2 separate regions of the Oryctolagus cuniculus genome follow, and region 2 is linked to region 1. A link is a contact called in public Micro-C data. All regions are on one chromosome and are shown on one strand. Each heading gives the region's core, a stretch centred on a gene start, on an enhancer-like site or on the middle of the called end of the contact. The rest is flanking DNA. Distances are from core to core; before and after follow the strand shown. Region 1 holds the start of USP8 (ubiquitin specific peptidase 8). Region 2 holds the start of AP4E1 (adaptor related protein complex 4 subunit epsilon 1).

The links. A called contact is a pair of places that touch in the nucleus more often than the background predicts.
Region 2: a contact with region 1 is called in a Micro-C map of ear pinna, with 6 times the contacts expected there. The contact joins the promoter of AP4E1 here to the promoter of USP8 in region 1. A contact is called at or near these places in 2 of 6 Hi-C or Micro-C datasets (ear pinna and skin fibroblasts).

The regions. Positions count from the first base shown.
Region 1 is chr12:73,131,158-73,134,700 of mOryCun1.1, forward strand. USP8 (ubiquitin specific peptidase 8) reads left to right here and starts at 1,864. Exons shown (of 20, transcript XM_070054175.1): 1 at 1,864-2,121; 2 at 2,799-2,870. GABPB1 (GA binding protein transcription factor subunit beta 1) reads right to left here and starts at 2,828. Exons shown (of 9, transcript XM_051822016.2): 1 at 2,631-2,828. The coding sequence starts at 2,765.
Region 2 is chr12:73,655,958-73,659,500 of mOryCun1.1, forward strand. It overlaps AP4E1 (adaptor related protein complex 4 subunit epsilon 1), which reads left to right and starts at 1,579. Exons shown (of 20, transcript XM_070054202.1): 1 at 1,579-1,838. The coding sequence starts at 1,689. LOC138844685 (a long non-coding RNA gene) reads right to left here and starts at 1,151. Exons shown (of 2, transcript XR_011380908.1): 1 at 1,014-1,151; 2 at 293-443.

The sequences.
Region 1 (3,543 bases), core at 614-3,113:
TCGAAATCTGGAGCTTCTATGGTGCTTTCAAAGACCACGTTCACACACAAATTTTCATAAGCACAGCTAATGTGGAATTCACATTTTGCTTGTGCATATTAAAAAATATGCCCCAGAACTAAGAATTAAGTTTAACCACTTAGGATATTTCCAAATGTCCCTGAGTCTGAAGAATCATATGATTATGCAATCTTCATCTATGTTACTGTTTATGCACCTAAATCCCAATTGTTAAGTCAGGGCTCAAGAGAAAAAAATATACCCACATTCTGAAAATGTGTCTTGCATGACATGCTGATTTGACGTACACAGTGCAAACAGGATAGGAATGACACATTAACAACAACAACAACAACAAATGAGCATACAGCGGTGTTTTCCAGAGGTTACATGGTGTTGTACAATACTAAATGCAGATTTAAGAGCCTGTCTTCTATGAAACCTGACATTAAAAGATTTGCAGAAATGCATATCACTGTTGCTAATGTGTCATTTACGTTTGCAAAAGCAATACCTACGTCGGAAAGAAAAATTATAAGAAAGGGAAAATTGCCTGTAGTTTCCTGAAATTCAAAGGCTGAACTCGAAAGTGGAAGCGTCAAAGCTGATGGTTGTTATGATCTGGGTGGGTCTTTACGTAAGATAAACTATCTGCAAGAAAAAAAAAATTCTCACCACTAACTTCTGCATAAGAAATTAAGAGTTCATCTTTACTTCTGGGATAGCAAAGCACTTCGGAAGGGTCATTTACGGCCTCCATCAAGCTTGTTTTCGAGAAAAAGCGTACTTCAGAAAGTAACTTGCCCAGAACCACACAGCAAGCCAGTGTCCAGAGACAGAATTTTAAAAAAGAGTTCCACATTACCAAGCTCCCCGTCAAAGCACTGTGGTCACTGCCCCTCCTGGGAACAGACGTGTGCTCGCCACAGTCCAACCGGGCTTAAAACAAGAGCACGAACACGGAAAACAAGATGAAAGTGGGAAAAACACACACACAAAGCAGGCCTCTACCACTCCCCGCGGTTTCGGTTTTCACGATGCGCCCCGGAGGTTAGGCACGCTGATTCAACACAGTTGGAGCGCTTCAAGCAGGCACACTTGAGCACACACTGATTAACTGTGCCCAGGCAGAGATGACCTGGCAAAATTCTCAACTTCTTTCCCGAAGCCGTGCACCCGCAGGTCCCAGGGCGAAGTCTCCGGGGGCACAAGTCCCGAGCATTCGGAACCGCAGGCTTCGTCCCCTCGGGACTCGAGTCGCCGCGGCGGGGCTGCGCGGGACGGGCCGGGCTCTCCCGTTAACCCCGTCCGGGCCGGCCGCTCCCACCGCGGCCCCGCTCGGCTCCCGCGGCACAGCGCGCCCAGGGCCCGGTTCGCCCCTTCTCCCCGTTCCGGACGACTCAGCGGGGCCATCAGGCCGCCCAGACAAAGGGGCGGGCGGCGCCGGGGGCGGCGGGCGCAGAGACCGGGCCGCGCCTGCCTCCGTCCCACCCTCTCTCCCTCCCGGCGCCCGCCGAGCCCACCGCGGCCGCGGCGCGACCCCACCGGCGCCCCGGGGCCTCCGCTCGGGACCGGCCCTGCCGAGAGAGCGGAGGGAGGCCGCCGCACGCCGGGGCCGAGGAGGGGGCGGCGGCCGCCACCATGTCTGCCCGCCCCTCCCAGAAGCGGGGTGCTCAGCGGACAAAGCGCGGCGGCGGCGCGGGCGGAGCGGGCGGCCAGGCCGACCCCGCCGACCCCCGCGGAATACGCGGGGCCAGGAGCCCCGGAAACCCGGCGCCTTAATGCAATAAACAGGAAATCGCGGGGATGATCTGGGTTCCGGGGGAAGTGGAATTATTTTTTACCAGCGAAGAGATCAACTTCCACATCCGGTGGTAACAGGGCCCTACACAGACCCGCACTGACCTGGAAAAGCTTCGGGAGCGGCGACGGGGGAGCAGCAGGAGGTGGTGCGGGGACCCGAGGCGCCTTGGACCCGGCCGGGCTGACGCTACCCCGCTACACACAAAGCGCTTCAGCTGCACGGGGCGCTATTTTCCGAAAATGCCGCGTCTGGTCGGCGCCCAAAATCCCCACCGAAAAGTCCCCCGTGCTGCGCGCGGAGGAACACATGGTGTGCGAGTGAGTCAAAGCTCCCAGCATCCCTCCCGGACCCGGCCCTCCTCGGCCCTCGCCCGAAGCTTCTCCGCCCTTGCCGTAGTGAGCCGATCCCCGCTCCCGCCCACCGCGCGACCCCATCCCCGGCGGGAGACAAGGGGCGACAGGGTCTGCTTTCTGTTTTTCACGGGGGAGAGGGGGAAATGTGTCATTTGTAGCGCTTCGGCCACACAAAGAAAGCGGCGGAATGATCCGCTCTGGGCGACCGCAAGTCCCGGCTCGCCCGGCGCCTGCGCGGCAGCGGGGGTGGGCGCTGCGGCCGGCCATGTGCGCGGCGGAGCGGCTGGGCCGCGCCGCGGCCTTCCCGCCTCTTTCTGCGGTGTGTTGGGCGCTGAGCGCACCGAGGTGCGGGAGCTGCGCTTCGTGTCTCTGCGGAGCCGGAAACTGCGGCTTCGTTGGCTGTTCAGCTTCCCCGCTGAACCGCCGACCAGAGTGCTGGGAGACGGAAGGGCGGCCGGGAGGTTAGCGTTTACCGTCAAGTTGCTGTAGAGTGTCCCGGGCAGACTGGAACTCGAGTCGCGGTGGAGGTACCGAGTCCTAGGGACGAAGGGGATTCGTTTCCACGTCGCGTGAACGGAGCCGTCACGTTGATGGCCAAAGATGTCCATATTTCTACAGCTGTTTTTATTCTTTCTTTCTAGTGGTGCCTCAGATCTCCGGAGACTTAATAAGTGCCCACCGCGTCCCTTTGCATTAATGTCACCTACTATGAGGTAGAGATGTGTTTTTCCGTGACTGGGATGATTTTTTTTTTTTTTTTGGTGTGTTGTATTATGAAAGTCGCATAAGTTTATTTGGAGATGGTGATTTGCAAAAAAGAGGCTTAGGAGTTTAATAGTTTACATGTGATTTGCTAAGGAATCCAACACACCGTTCTTTGCCTAGGAATGGCTTTCCCAACCTACTTAATCACCCCGCAGCTTTTGCCATTCTGTAGGCAGGAGTGCGAATCTCAGAGACAGCACCGAAGAGTTCTGATCCAGGAATTTTTATCCAGGTCGAGAAGCTTGGTTGAAATCCACATTGTCCACTGATTTTTGTGTGGCCTCAAGATGAGCAATCTTTTTCCACTTACCCTTTTGTAATAGTGATGTAGTAAAGATTTGTAACCTTTGTGTAACTTATTAAAGTTTTGTGTTTAAAGTAGAAGAAAAATAAGTGGCATGGGAGCCATAGTCCATTTTACGTTAATATTTTGCATTGCTTCTGTTGGTAGAAATTTGCCAAAATGGTGATGTCATGCTTTTCTTTAACATTGAGTGTATTTGATGTAACACTCAGGTAGGAACACCATAGAATCTTGCCTCTTGTTGTTCTTAGGATGCAGACAGTAAGTGGGCATCATCAGTAATGCAAGGAATAACTCCCTCGTGACCAGGGCGGGAG
Region 2 (3,543 bases), core at 329-2,828, 520 kb after region 1:
CCCACTCCTATGTGGAATCTAATAAAAGCAGATCTCATAGAAGTTGGGGTATAATGTTGATTCCTAGAAGCTGAGGAGAGCAGGCTGGAGGGAGGGACAGGGAAAGACTGGTTAACAGGTACTAAGTCATAGGTAGGAGAAAGAAGTCTGGTGTTTTATTGCACAGTAGGGAGACTACAGATAATGATGATGTACTGTATACATATATATATTTTTAAAAGGCCACAAGAAAGGATTTTGAAGTGTTTTCACCATAAAGAAATGATAGATGTTTGAAGACATAGCTGTTTACTCTGATTTGAACATTATACATTATATCAAAACATGGCACTTCATAAATACAATTTTTACATGCCAATGAAAAATAAAAAAAAGTTGATTGTTGATCCTTGAACTGATTATTGAAAGGCCCCAAGGTCACAGGTGGAGAAAACAGTGAAGACCTGAGAACAAACAGCCAGGAAGCTTGTGAGAGTTTGAAGAAAGTGGAGAGAGGAGCTCAGCAAAACCCAACTCTTTCATTCTTTCTTCTATGCACTGTTTCTCTCCCCTCTTACACGTGTAGGGGAAGCTCTGTTAGGGAGGGCTTTCATTATTTTATCTGCAAGCAGGCCATCAAGTGACTTGATAGCACACCATCGGTCTTAATTTTAATTTAAAAAGATTCTATAAAAGATTCTATAAAGTACGAGACTCCTCAAGCACATATTTCACCGGCTAGCAGCGTAATCTCAGGTCATCTAGCCTCTTGAAAACGCTGCACACTACTGAGAAGATGAGAGTGGAAACAGCAAATACGATGCAAGTCATATTACGACAGCATTTTAACTTGCTGGATCCCGTGAGTTTCAGGGAGCCTCCGAGGTCACCAGACCACGCTGTGAGCAGCTCAGTACTACTTTCTGATCTAGGTAGGAGGGAAGAGGTAGCCTCTCTCCACATGGCCAAGTGGAAAAGAACCGAGTGTTGTGAGACACGCAGTGGGTGGCACACGCAGCTCGTTCCGTGCTTGCCTGGCCGGCGACGCAGCTCCAGGGAAGCGAACTTGAACCTGCACCAGCTGGACAGGGGTCGGAATGAGTGGCACTGTCCACTTCTCCCAGAGGAGCCGCGGGCTGGAAGCGATCACGGGTGGGAGCACTGACCGCGGCCGCTGAACTGGGCACCACGAGAGGGCCAGCCCGGTAACGGGGCCCCGGGGGAAGCCGCAGCTCCGGTGCAGCAGCGGGAGGTGGGCGGGCGGGTCGCCCGGGGCCCGCAGCCAGGCCGGCTGAGTGCGGGGAGTCCCTGAGAAGTCGAGGCCGGGAAGGCGCGCTTATCGACGCGTTCCAGGCGGCGCGGGAAAGGGAGACCTTGAGGGTACGAAGCAGAGGGACGAACCCGAGCGGCTTCCTCAGAACTCACAGTTGCTGGGTGACCTGTCCCCGGGTTGCTATGGAAACCGGCAGCGGGGACGCCTCCACGCCTCCACCGGAAGTGCGCCGCGGCGCGTTCTTACGAGTCAGCGGCTTCTAGCGCCTCTCGCGGCCACTCTGGAGAACGACACTGTGTCTGTTCGCGCTGGACGCGAATAAAGATTTCTCCTTCAAAAAGCAGGAAGTAACTACGGAGCCCGGGGCGGCGGCGCCTGCGGAGGCCCTCGGGCATGAAGTCGGGCGGCGACGCGAACGCTGGCGGCGGCGGCGGCGATGAGCGACATTGTGGAGAAGACGCTGACGGCGCTGCCGGGTCTCTTTCTGCAGAACCAGGCGGGTGGCGGGCCCGCGGCTGCCAAGGCGCCCTTCTCCTCGCGGCTGGGCGGCCTGGTCCGCAGCATCACTGCCCTCACTTCCAAACACGTAGGTGCCGGCAGGCGGGGAGGTGGGGGGCGCGGGGATGAAGGCCCCTGCGCCGGGAGGCCCTGGCTGGGCAGCGAGACTCCGGGACCCCGTGGGCAGGCCTTCTGGAAGGGGTTTGGGGGCTGCTTGTGTGTGTGTCTGTCCGGACTCTTCATTTTCTTGCCCGGACTGACAGCTGGAAGTCTGAGTTTCCACAGTTGGCTTCGACACTGACTCATGGGGATCTGGGACGGATGTCTGTAACCTTTGACCCTCCGCACGTTTTCCCAAAGATGAAGGGGGAATGTACCGATGCATCTTCCGTAGTTGGCGTTGAGGATTACAGGAGGTGTCCGGAGTGTGAAAATACTCAGTGCGGTGGGACTGCCGGCCACTAATCCACCTCCTACGAAGTTTCTTTCTCTACTCAAGTTCTTCCCCTTCCCCAGGCCTTTCAGCTGCTTCTGTCACTCATGTTCGTGGACAGATCCTGCCATTGAGCCTGCTGTCGAGTATATTTGGGGAGCTCGAAGTTCTTAAGTCAGACCGAGGGGTTGGGCAAAGAAAAAACGTAATTCTTCCCCAAATGTAAAATTTGCTGAGTAAGTCTCTGCTTCAGATGGGCTTTGGAAATGAGCGGTGTATAATAGAAGTTTGTGTATGTGTGTGTGTTTTTAAAGATTTAATTTTATTTCAAAGGCAGAGTTATAGAGAGAGGGGGAGATACAAAGAGATATCTTTCATCTGCTGGTTCACTCCCCAAATGGCTGTAACAGCCCGGGTTGGACCAGGCTGAAGCCAAGAGCTTCATCTGGTCTCCCACGTAGGTGCAGGGGCCCAGGCACTTGGACCATCTTCCACTGCTTTCCCAGACCATTAGCAGGGAGCTGGATCGGAAGTGGAGCTGCTGAGACTTACACTAGCACCCATATGGGATACTGACATTGCAGGCCGCAGCCTAACCCGTCCTCCACAACTCTGGTCTCTATAGTTGTGTGATCCTGACCCAAAGTTTCAAGGAGTTGCAATCCTAAAAATGTATTCTATGTCATAAATTGCCTAACAGATGTTTATGGAGCAACTATTTAACTAGAAGTTCTTGAGGAAAATAAAATAAAAGACATTCCCTTCTTCCAAGGATTTGGTCATCCATTTTGGGCATAAGACTAGTGACAGCACAATTATGATGCAGTGTCAGGAGAGGAGAAAAGAGAAGAGAAACAAAGTACCCTCAAAGTTACAAGAAGTTTTTTCTTTTGGAAGCTGAAATAAGGTGATGTTATGCTCCAAAGATCTGCTTCATATACCAGAATCGTTATTTGTGGATTCAGTATTGCTTATCTTAATGTTTTTGTTCTTTGCTAATTTTTATGAGATGTGGAATGAAGTTTTTTTTAATGATTTATTTACTTATTTGTAAGGCAGAGTGAGAGAGTGAGCACTTCCACCTGCTGATTCGTTCCCCAAATGGCTGCAGTGACCATGGCTAGGTCAGGCCGAAGCCAGGAACCTGAAATTCCATCTGGGTCTCTATGTAGAAGACCAGGGCCCATTGCTTTCCTTGGCCTGTTAGCAGGGAGCTGGATTGGAAGTGGAGCAACTGGGACTCAAATCAGTTCTCATATGGGATGCTGGTTTCGCAGTTGACACCTTAACCTGCTATGCCACAATGCTGACCCTGAAATCTTAAAAAATAATTGATTTTGACTTTCAAATTGCAGTTTGA